3 separate regions of the Mus musculus genome follow, and all the other regions are linked to region 1. The links are chromatin contacts, called in public promoter capture Hi-C maps. All regions are on one chromosome and are shown on one strand. Each heading gives the region's core, a stretch centred on a gene start, on an enhancer-like site or on the middle of the called end of the contact. The rest is flanking DNA. Distances are from core to core; before and after follow the strand shown. Region 1 holds the start of Zbtb20 (zinc finger and BTB domain containing 20). Region 2 holds the start of Nepro (nucleolus and neural progenitor protein). Region 3 holds the start of Usf3 (upstream transcription factor family member 3).

Region 1 (3,962 bases), core at 521-3,020:
TCAAACTTAGTATGTTGCTAAGGATAACCATAACTTCTGCTCCATCTGCTTCCATTTCCTCTAAACACGGGATTTTAAGGCTAACACCCTGTGTCCAGTTTTAGGAAACGCTGGGGACTGAATCCAGGCCTTCGTGCATGCTAGGCAAGCACTCTGCCAACTGATCTATATATTCCTCCACCCAGCATGGTAAAATTATTTTGGTTATGTAAAGGAATACATTTTGAATTTTGTAGTAAGTTAAGCCATATAAAAGGATAGTTTTGCAGATAATATATTTAAGGTCATTGGTATCAAAATATAGCATTAGAATAAGTCAAGTGCACCCTCTTACCTTTCATTTTATGTGTGTGAATTCCTTTGGAAAAATCTACTCTTTAAAAATTTTTAAATGTATACAATTTATATAGTCAAACTGTATAAACAACATTAAGGAAGATGGGCATCTACACAGATACAATACTCAGATATATAGATAAATAGATAGATAGATAGTTAGTTAGTTTGGTTTATCAGGAGTTGTTTTGAAAAAAAAAAGAGACTTCCAACCAGTTCTATTTTCTGATGTTCATCATCCCAAAGCTGAAAATATATCACCACTTTAGAAAAGGCACCTGGGAGTTAGCAAAGGCTATGAGGAGCATGTGGTGGGACCAGTAATATAACCAGCACTATTTTCCTGGAGCTAGTGCATGTGAAAATTTGGTTAAAGGTATAGTATAAAGAGTTTCATTTTTTTCTTTCAAGGAAGGTTTATTTAAAAGCACCAGTTTTAGTTTTTACTTCTAATAAAAGATGAAAGGTTATTTACTGTAGTTTCCGATCCATATTGTATAGAACTTTGTCTTGCTTGAATGGTAACTCCTAATAGGTTTATTTCTCTGGTATACTATGTATTAAATGCATTGCACCTGTTAATACAGACTGCATTGCATTGTGTAGCTGGATGCTTCAAACAAGAAACCAGTCTGCTTTCTTCTAGGGTACTAGCCTATTAGCAAGTTAATTAAACTTAATTCTGTTTTTGTCTTATAGTTTTGTTTATGGTCTTGGTTTATTTACTGAACAGTGATTTCTTCTTTGCAGTTACCAGTTTTGCCTGAGATCAGTTTTCCTATTGTATGGAGTCTGTTTCTTACAGTCTCCTTTAAGACAGCTCTGACTTTAAAATCATTACTAAGCTTTTGTCAGAGCAGATTTGTTGACATTTTTCTCACATTCAAAAAATAAATTTGAAAGATTGCACAAATAAGCTATGTAATTCCTTATTTCCTGCTAATATGCAAAAATGTATTTATGATAATTACACACGTACTGTGTGCCAGAGCTGAAACAATACATTCCTCATAATGGAGCATAAATAAAGAAGGTGGAGCCAGCTGCTCTTAAACTGTTTCTTTGCAAGCAGTAATGCTATAGAGAATATACCTTTTCCCTCTGTTAGTCTGGCAATGCTGAACCTGTTGCTGCATTAGACGAGTTGCGTTTTCCTGGGTAGGGGAAGGAGGGCTGTCTGCTGTCTGGTAGGAGGGCTTTGTCTGTGCCTTTCTCTCTCTCTCTTTCTGTTTTTCTTTCTCTCTCTCCTTCTCTTTCTCTCTCACTGGCTTGCTTGCTCTGTCTCTGTCTTTCTCTCTCTCTCTCTGCCCCCCTTCCCCTCCCTCTCTCTTGCTCTCTCTCTCTCTCTTCCCGTCTCTGTGGTTTGTAAGGTAGGTTGCAGTGTGTGTATATACACAACATCAAGAGCAGGAAAATGGACTCATTAGGGAGGCAGGCAGTCATTACCACTCACACTGTACTTCCAGGGAGACACCGATTATGAGAAGAGAAACTCAGCGCTGGGGAAGAAGGTAGGGGCAGACAACTTTCATAAAAACAACCCTGCCTCCTCAGTCCCCTTGCATTTATCATCTTATTTACTCCACAGTGCTTTTAGGCTTTCTTTCCTGAATTTTAATTTCTGTATCTAAATTTGACAGAGCTAATGCTAGTTTGAATTTTGGAACATCTATAGGAGGCCTACCCTGTACTAATTTTCTTAATTATTTAAGGGTGTGACCTTGTGATTCAGTTTTATTAGTTTAAAAATAATTACAAACAAACCTATTTTTCTTACTAAAGTAATGAGTAAATCAGAATCGTTCACTCTTTTAAAACAAACTCCTCCGTATGTTTGTCTCTTTGCTTTTCTCGTCTGTTTATGCAATTCCATCTGTCTGTCTATATATCATGTTGTCCTTATTTATTGCTAACTGGATTTTGTTAGTTATTTGCCAGTGAGTTTTAGCTGCAGTGCCAGTGTGGGTACTACCAAAATGAGACTCTTGTTCTTTGTTTTACATTGAAGTTTAAAGTCCATATTTACAGTATAGATCCTTTAAGCAGGTTGCATACTTTATGCTAGCATGTTTATTTGATGACATTGGACATAAGGTGAAGGGTAGCCCCTCAGGGTGGGCAAGAATCAAGGAACTATTTTTTTTTGCTACTACACATGTAGAAATAGTGCATCAGGGGGTTATAGTTTCAAAGAAATTGTGGCTATTTTCTAACTTTTTATTTTATAGATAGATTGTTGCATTTATATGGGTATTACTGTGGTTAGTAAGAGTATAAACTTTCTTAACAAGAAGTTTTTATCCTGGGATAGTTTCCTTTTAGTATGTTAGTGCTTGTTTATGCTTAGGGAGGGAGGAGTGGAGGCTGGCCTTTTTACATTTTTTTTTTTTTTAACAAAGTGGAAGCTATGGAGTGTATCAGGCCATTTTGTGCAACAACTGTAAGTATTCCCTTAACATATTTGAGTCCATAAATAATGTATTTGTTATTGCAAATATGTATTTGAGGTTTTTTTTTATTTCTTTTTTCTTTTCATGGTGGGAAAAAAGCTATGCTTGAAACCAGCTTGCATTGTTGAGGAATTTTCTAGAATAGTGCTTTTTCAAAATTTCAAGGAGTAGTTAAATAAGGTGGATGTGAAGTATACTTTTAGATGGACTTCTATTTAGGTTTGTGCAAAAGCAGAACTTTTATTCATCTGATAAAAATTAAGTCAGACAGAGAGGAACATAAATGTTTTCAGAATATACACGAGCAGTGATAGGAAATGAATGCAGATCTGAGGAGATGTTTGATAATAACAATCACCTTTTTGTAATACATTATTTATTTACTATAAGTAGCAGACTTTCCCCTGTTAATTCCATTAGGCCTCTCTGACAACACAAAGAAGTCCAGAAAGCAATATTCTTAACCCACCTGGGACTCGAGAGCAGACTCCACAACACACTCTCAAGGTTCAAGCCTAGTAAAGCGTTTATTCAAATCCATTATTAGGGGAGGGCGGTGAACTTTTGCTACTAAAAGTCTTCTTTACCGCTTCTTTAAAAAAAAAATATACTTAGACTTTTAATTTAGTTTTTTTTTTTTTCTCCACTGTCTTTTCAGCTGGAAAGGCCAGCCCTGACCAAGAGCATACAGACCTGAAGTACATTCAGTCAGGCCCTTTCAGAGATTGTTTTTTTTTTTTTTTTTTTTTAATCAAAGGTCCATGGAAAGTTTGAAGGAGGCTTTAGGAAACGTGTATTAACACTGTGCATAGTTGGTGTTGTGAACAGAATTTTTCCCATTTCAGACTGTGATCCAAAAAGTTGTTTCAGAACTAATAGGTCAGAAGTGTGTCTGTGTCGTACACCTGTTATTTTTGGTATTATCTCTTGAAGAATTATCTAAGATGCTCTTTTAGATAAAAGAAATCTTTCACAGACTGTTTGATCAATCATCTTTTGTGCATATGTATTTTGTGGAAATAGTGTGAATTTATGTATATAATTCATGTTTATATGGATCCAAAAATCATAGATGCATTGCTGATAGAATTTTAAATATTTCACATTGTGTTTTTACATTAACCATAAGTAAACACCAAATGCTTAACTCCAAAAGAGAATGGAAATTTTTTTACC
Region 2 (3,962 bases), core at 602-3,101, 1.8 Mb after region 1:
TAGAGTCTACAAGTTTTCCAAGCATGACTTAAAAACTATCCTGTACTTCTTCCATGTGCCCAGTTCCTAGAAGCTTCAATTTCAGTATGTATTGCTCATAGAATATAGAACACCATTCCCTTCTCTCTATTCTTCATTATGACCGTGAATCTTCCTTTAGGAAAACACAGACCTCTCATTCTTTCGTTCCTTATCTCTATCATTGCATCACAAATATATCTCTGTCTACAGCTGCCTTATCTTTTCTTTCTGGCTCATAATACAGCTTTTTTAATGTTCAAGTGGATTATTTTACTTAAACACTTGAGTCTATCTCTCCTTGTCTCTGAACAGGGGGAGATATTGCAGGATGCTATTGTAGTGACTTTGAACATGGAGGATGTGGACATGTGCCAAAGAATGCAGCAACCACTAAAAGTCTGGAAAAGTCAAGGAAACTCTTCTTTAAAGCCCTCAGAAGGAAACAGCCCATTAAACAGCTAATTTTAGCTCAGTAAGACTGAACTGGGGCTAGGAAGGCGTTTCAGAGGGTTGGGATGGAGAAGGGATGCCTCTGGGGACTGATCACCAAACACTGAGTTCCAGGATCAGCGGGAGAGCCTGACTCAGAAGCAAAGGTGGGTAGTGGTAAAGGAAGACCCTGACCACTACCCTTAGCCTCCAACGTGCACACACGACACATCTCCAACTAAAATATCTTCTGTCTTCCACAAGTCCAGAAACATTATGTTGATTCTGTTAAGTCTGTGGTAATATGTTACAGCCCAAATAGGAAACTAACACACAGGTAATTTGGTAGTGCATTAGAGGGGCATTTAAGTCGTTATGGTGTGAGGATAGTTTACGAAGTGTTATTAAAGATAGTGATCCCAGAGCTGACTGAAGAAGTGAGATTGTTTCAAAATGGTTCAAATGAAAGAGCAATTAAGCTGGGCAGTGGTGGCACACGCCTTTAATCCCAGCACTTGGGAGGCAGAGGCAGGAGGATTTCTGAGTTCAAGGCCAGCCTGGTCTACAGAGTGAGTTCCAGGACAGCTAGGGCTATACAGAGAAACCCTGTCTCGAAAAACCCAAAAAAACAGAAAAAAAAAAAAAACAAAAAAACAAAAACAAAAACGAGCAATTATCTGTAAGGAACACACAGGACAGAGAGCATCTCAGTAGGGCAAGATTACTTGCGTTAAATACGTCTAGTAAGAGTAAAAATTTGTACAGCAGGCACTGTTCTAAGAAGTCTTTACCCCCAAGCACACTGAGGTCTGAAGAAATTACCTTTTTGGGATAATATATGGTAATCCGCAGACATAATGAAGCAACTTGGCAGTCTCACTTAATGCCCACCAACTGCTCCTCTCCACCCTGCGAAAGAAACCTTATGAACAGAAGCAAGAAGGCCCCAAGGACTTAAAACGAACAATCACCAGTAATCAGTGATCAGAACCAGCAGAGCCTGGAATATTTTGTCGGAGAAAATGACGGTGATAATGGGTGGTCAAGACAACCTCTGGGTTTTTTGTAATTATTGAAGTTGAGCTATATCCAAGCTATATAGTTTTCCTTGACTACTCCAAATAAATCGTGACTACGTGACGAATGTCACATTTGCTGATATGATGCGAGTTCTTCTTTTCAAAATATCCGAGTAAGAGTTAAAAGGCTGGGCCTCACTCGGATCCATCAGTAAAATGCATAGCTTCGAAGTTGCTCTAAAAATGTAGGAGCCTCAGAATACTCTAACACGTTTCTCCTTTCCCAGCGGGTCTAACGGGCCGTGACTCCGCCCCGGGGCGGGCCCCACACCTCCGGCCCGCCCCGCTCCGCCCTCGTCCCCTCCCTCCCTCCCTCTCCTGCCCAGGCCGCTCAACTCGCTCACGCTCCGCTCGGCCTTCCCCGGCCCTCCCACGCCGCTCGAGATGGCCGCTGCGGTGCGGCCGGGTGCGGAGCCGTGGAACCGCGTGAGGATCCCCCAGGCGGGGAACTGCAGCACGCTGACCGTGCGGGACCCCAGCGCCACCCTGGGTGAGTGTGGCCGGCAAGGAAGTCCTAGCGTGTCTCCGGGAACCGGCGGGCGGGCTCACGTGGGACGGGGTGGGACTTCCTGAGCGCGGGGCACGCCGGGAAGGGGAGCGCCAGGCGGAAGGTCCGGCCTGGATAGTGTGGCATGAGGATTGCTGGCAAGCGCCTGGGCTTCGCCGTGACTGTGCTGGAACAGGAGAGCACGACTAGTCCCGGCCCTGCATGTGTAGCCCCCAAACGCTGCCTGGGTCCTGTGCTGTCCCCAAGGATCGGGGCTGTCACCCAAGTACCGTACGCCGGGGCTTCGGACCTCCGGCTTGTCTCTAAAATACAAGAGCTCGTTTTCCCCTTACTGGGCGAGGGAGTTACTCTGGTCTCTCGGTTCTTCTCAAGTGGGGAAAAATGAGATAGTTAGAGCAGTTTGTTTAGAAAACAGGGACTCGCAAAGAGATGTGTGTGGGGGTGGGGTCTGTGTTGTGAGTTTTAATTTAGTTTGTTAGTATATATGCTGTGGAGGTGTTAACCATATAAGAGGGATCGGGCGATTTGATTTACCCGCTCCCAAATCACGGGCCGGCTCTCGTTTGGAACGTTCTTCCCATGATCCTTTAGAAAAGCCTATTGGGTGGGTGGGACGAAAAGATGGGCCCATGCGTATGGCCAAGCCGAAATGAGGATTCTCAGGATTCACGTGGTAAAAAGCGAGAACCAACTTCTGCAAGTAATATGTTCTACATCTCCCCCTGGATTTAATGCTGTGCTACAACCCCGACCCCCCCAAAACGTAATAAAATATTCAAACCTAAATATTATAATGAGGTGGGGGTCTTTCGAATTGTGAGTTAATACCTGGGTTGCCTTAGTTTTTTGTTGTTGTTTTTGTTTTTTGAGACTGAGTTTTCTGTGTAGCCCTGGCTTTCCTGGAACTCACTCTGTAGACCAGGCTGGCCTTGAACTTAGAAGTCCCCCTGCCTCTGCCTCCCCAGTGCTGGGATTAAAGGTGTGCGCCAGAGCGAGAGCAGCCTACCTAAGCTTGAAGGATGTTTAATCACGAAGGGACATTCAGCTACCGGGAGACACAGCTACGAAATACTGTAGTTTTCACGGTTACATCCAACTTTTTGTTTTTGAAGCTGCTTTTGGTCCTATGACTGTCAGTTACTTTTTGTTATTTCTAAGACAGGTTTTACCCCAGTCAAAAATGGGGATAAAAAATAGTACCAGCTTCTTGGCCATATTGGGGAAATGAAAAGGTTGATACCACGAAGCATTTGTAACAGTGCCTGGTTTGACAGTCAAATGACCGTAGCTGTCATTACAGACACATTTGGTAATTGTTAACTAAGTACAACCTATCGAGTATTCTCACCCCTCTTCCCATCTATCTTTCCTACGCAGTTTTAAGTTCTTTCTAATTCCTTAGTCACAATTTTAAAAACAGATTACTATGGGAAATTCACCAACTCCTCATCACCCAGGTAGCTGATTTAATTTCTCCAGATAGGACAGAGCTTTTCACTTAGAATGCTTGTGTTTCCTTTCTGAGCCACCAGATGGAGCCTGACGCCTGCTTCCCAGCTGCTCATGTTCCGATTAGGAAACATTTGTATAACCATTCAGTTACATAATACAATTTCCAGTGGCCCTGGTGGTTTCTCTTTTCTGGATGTAGTTTCCCATTGATATCCACAGAGGATTGGCTCTAGGAATCCTTCCTTATAAAGAAATGTGTACATGCTCGAGTCTATATAACATGGTAGATAGTATTTGCAGTAGGACCTATCTTTCTGTATACATTAACACTATCTACTTTGCTTATGAAATCCTATACAATATGACATTACAGATGGAATTTTGGGGGGCTATATTCAGTGTGAGGTTGCTTGAATACACAGATGGTGCTCACAGGTAGAGGGCTGAATGTATTGTATATTCTTATCAAAATG
Region 3 (3,962 bases), core at 934-3,433, 1.3 Mb after region 1:
CTTTGTCTCCTGAGTGCTGGGATTAAAGGCCTACCACCTGGCTTTTTTTCTATTTTGAAATCATGTCAAAAATATTAATAATGATTCAAAACCCTTTAAATTCTGTTTTCTAAATTGTCAAAACTTTGTTTTGCATCTGGATTTGGTGTGCACACTATGAATTCCATCACTCATACTCAGGATGCAGAGGCAGCTGGATCTCTATGAGTTCAAAGCCAGCCTAGTCTACACACTGAGATTCTGTCTCAAACAACAAAATTCCAATATATATATATATAGGGGTTTTTTTTGTTTTGTTTTTTTGTTTTTTGTTTTTTTTGAGACAGGGTTTCTCTGTGCGGTCCTGGCTGTCCTGGAACTCACTCTGTAGACCAGGCTGGCCTAGAACTCAGAAATCTGCCTGCCTCTGCCTCCAAGTGCTGGGATTACAGGCATGTGCCACCACTGCCTGGCCAAATTTTTTTTTTATTTTAAATTAGAATTAATTTATTATAGTTCAGGAAGTTACGTGTAGCCCGGATTTGATATGTGTTACCCATAAAACCTTATATTTATACTGACATCGAAATGATTTCGTGTAGCTGGACATATATTAACATTATAGATTCATGGATGTATTATTAGTATTACTATTACAGATCTGATCCTAAGGTCTCTGCTGCTAGGGACTAGGGAATGACAAACGTATTCAAAAGTTAATTAAAACTCACTAGCAAGCTGGGCGGTGGGTGGTGGTGCAAGCCTTTAATCCCAGCACTTGGGAAGCAGAGGCAGGCGGATTTCTGAGTTCAAGGCCAGCCTGGTCTACAAAGTGAGTTCCAGGACAGCCAGGGCTACACAGAGAACCCTGTCTCGAAAAACAGCAACAACAACAAAAAAACTCACTGGCCTGGCCCAGATGGGACAAGGAAGTGAAAAAGAAATCAAACTGCCTATTAGCACCAAATTTGAAGTAACAGTAAGGGCCTATTTTATCACAGATTTTCAAAGTGCGGAGGAAACATAAAACGGGGTTACTGTTAACCTTTTTCTCAATGCAAGGTCTGTTTCTACTGTACATAGGTTCAAGTAGTATTTCTATTATGCCCTGCGTTCCAGTCCAATTGGCTATATCTGGTTGTGAAAAGCTCATAAATCTTTCACCACCACTAGGTGGAGAATCAGACACCTGTCTCGGGGAGGCGGGCTTGTGAAATGAAACAAAACTAGAAAAAGATAGCTGGATAGTTCAAGAGCTCCAAAGGCACTTTAGAGGACGCTGAGGTCTCCGGTCCTAAATAAGGGTGTCTAGTAGCCTAAATTTAAGGTTCCAATCCCATCCCCCAAAGCCACGCACTCACTTCCTTAGCAGGGGACTGCAGAACCTTTCTGAAAACGGGCTTCGTGCAAATAAAGGACGTCAAGAGTCCACCGTATACGAATTCCTGCAGTCTCCAATATCCAAAGATAGTGCACTGAGGGAAGTCACATAGGACTGGATTTTCCACCTTCATTTACCACCTTCTAACCCTCCAGGCTAAAGGTACTTGTCTATCTTTTGCCACTCTCCTCCTCTTCAGTTTTTTTCATTTCTACGCTTGCATTGAAAGCTGCCATAAGCATAATACAGAACAGGGTGCGAGGAAGTTTCTTAAAAACCTCTTTTTTTTTTTTTTTTTCCTAGCTTCTCAAAGCGTCCCCTTTAAGGAACCAGGCCCACCTCTTTCTCATCCACCTACTGGCTTTCCTTTCTGCCTGTCACTCTACCTTTAAGAATATTTCCTGTTCTTTCAACCCAACTTGCACACCTCCGCCCCCCGGCCTTGGTCATTGGGCCGCCCGAGGCCTGTTCCCTCCTAGCTTTTCCCTCCTTCTCCTCCCGCCCTCCAGCCTAGCGCAGCGGAATCCCGGCTTCTGACTGGCCACGGTGGCAGCCTCCCCAGCACCGGATTGGCCGGCCGGTTGGTCGGGGCGGGAGCGAGGCGCATCCAGGCTAGGCTGTGCGCGTGCCGAGCGGCGGCCGCGGGAGGGGCGGGAGGGGCGGGGGGAGGGGGGCTGGGAAAGTTGAGGCCGTGCTGCCGCCGGGTCTCCGGCCTCGAGGGCTCGGGCTCGCTGCGGCGGCGGTGGCCGCGAGGAGAGGCGGCGGGGGCGGGGGGAGAGGAGGGCCCGGGCCCGCGCTCCCCCAGCCCCGCAGAAGCAGGGGGCGGCCGCGGACCCAGAGGCTCGCCTAGACGGCCAGACACCGCTGCCTTCCGCTCCTGGGACCATGACCCAGGCGGGGGTCGCCGCCGCCGTGGCCCGGAGCGCGTCACCGGCGGGTGAGTGGCCGCGGGAGGGGGCGCTGACAGCCGGGACCGCGGCTGCGGGGGCGGCTCCGGGGGGCGGCCCCGGGCTCAGCTCCACCCACCCCCTCCTAGCCGCGGGAGGTGAGGGCTAGGCTGAGTGCCCCTCGTTCCTGGGGTCCCCAGAACTCCCCACCTATCCCGGGGCGATCGCTCTCTTCACTCCGGCATGCTCGCACCCTGGGTGCCAGGCCTGAGGGAGCTCGCCCTGCTCCCGGTGCGCGCCGGCGGACAGAGGCCCCATGCTGTCCTGGGTGCATAAAGAGCTGGGCAGCCAGGTCCCCACCGGGTGGCCTTTGCTAGCCTCCTTCACCTTTTGCCATCCCTTCCATCTCTTTACTTGTCTTCTGACTTTCCTTCTGATCCACTCGTCAAACTCGCTGCTTGCTTTTGTAACTTTCACCTCTGTGTCGGAGAGTTAGGCTGACGTTTTCTTTTTAGAAGCCCATCTTTTTGCTTCTGAATAGCACTGGTCCATGCGAATGGCATTCTTGTCCGATTTCAAATTTCCTGAACAAGCATGAGGTTTCTGGACGCTTGGCTGAGGTTGGGCATTTTGGGGATAGAGTTCTCTTCTCTCTGTGGGGTCTTTTTTGCTTTTATTGACCTCATCTGTAGATAAGAGACCACAAAAAACTAACTGCCAAAACCAACTAATGTTCAGATAACATTTTACCACTAAGTTGAGTGAATTAACAAACATGATAGGTCTGGCCGACTTTATGGGTAACAGTGGCAGAGTCTTAAAGGAAACTTTGATGAGTAAGTGGACCCTGCAGTAGCTTTTCCCCATGGCCAGTCAGATCTGCTCTTTGCAGGGCCGACAGTTTCCTCGGTGACCTTTTCCTTTCCCTCAGAACACTTGACTTGCTGTATGGATACTATGTTTCCATTTGCTTGGGAAATACACAACGTATTTGTTGCAAACTGAGGAAGATTCATTGAGAAGCCAAGAGTTGTGAATGAAAGCTGTATCAAGAAGCATGCCAAAGGCCAACAGCCACTTGTGACCCAGAATGAACATAAAAGTGGTCCAACCCAAAATTGAAAACATATCCAATCCCTTGAGGGTTTCTTTTTTTCCTTTCTTAATTTCATTGTATGGTTCCAGAGAGTGAACCTTGTAAAGACAAGTTTGTGTCACAATGTCAAAAGGTTGGGCAGTAGTCTAAACATTATGACTTTTGTATAGATTAGCTTTAGTAGTTTGGTGATTGTAGTAGTCTGTGCATTGATGAAATGTAGAACTCTTTTGATACAAAAGCATTTCCATTCAGTGTGGTAAGGGCCACCTAGAATAGTTATTTTCTACCCTAGTCGTCTATAGAACATCACAGAAGTTTTTTTAAAAAAGATTTTACAGTGAGCTAGTTTTGTATGAAACACACACATGTGCGCGCGCACACACACTTGCACATGCACATGCACGCACTGTTTAACTCCAGCTAGAAGAGAAGCTTCCACAGATAGCAAGCTTGGAACCCCTGGCAGTAAAGCCAGGTCTTAATGTTATCTCACGCTGTTCCTTCCTGTGGTCAAGCCCAATGGTTTCTTAACTGGATTGTTTGTTACAGTCACCTTCCCAGACTTTACCTTTGATCTGGAGGGAGGCAGGCTGTGGTATACCTCTTAAAACTCTCC

What was found. Capture Hi-C pulls out chosen DNA fragments and counts their contacts.
Region 2: a contact with region 1 is called in a promoter capture Hi-C map of adipose tissue, with 4 times the contacts expected there. The contact joins the promoter of Nepro here to the promoter of Zbtb20 in region 1. A contact is called at or near these places in 1 of 39 promoter capture datasets (liver) and 2 of 9 other capture datasets (adipose tissue and liver).
Region 3: a promoter capture Hi-C map of adipose tissue shows a contact between it and region 1, with 3 times the contacts expected there. The contact joins the promoter of Usf3 here to the promoter of Zbtb20 in region 1. A contact is called at or near these places in 1 of 39 promoter capture datasets (cranial neural crest) and 1 of 9 other capture datasets (adipose tissue).

The regions. Positions count from the first base shown.
Region 1 is chr16:42,905,875-42,909,836 of GRCm38.p6, forward strand. Zbtb20 (zinc finger and BTB domain containing 20) reads left to right here and starts at 1,771. Exons shown (of 11, transcript NM_001285805.1): 1 at 1,771-1,847. All of the region lies in intron 1 of Gm19522 (predicted gene, 19522), which reads right to left.
Region 2 is chr16:44,722,450-44,726,411 of GRCm38.p6, forward strand. It overlaps Nepro (nucleolus and neural progenitor protein), which reads left to right and starts at 1,852. Exons shown (of 9, transcript NM_145972.4): 1 at 1,852-2,019. The coding sequence starts at 1,914.
Region 3 is chr16:44,171,214-44,175,175 of GRCm38.p6, forward strand. Usf3 (upstream transcription factor family member 3) reads left to right here and starts at 2,184. Exons shown (of 8, transcript NM_001029889.2): 1 at 2,184-2,297.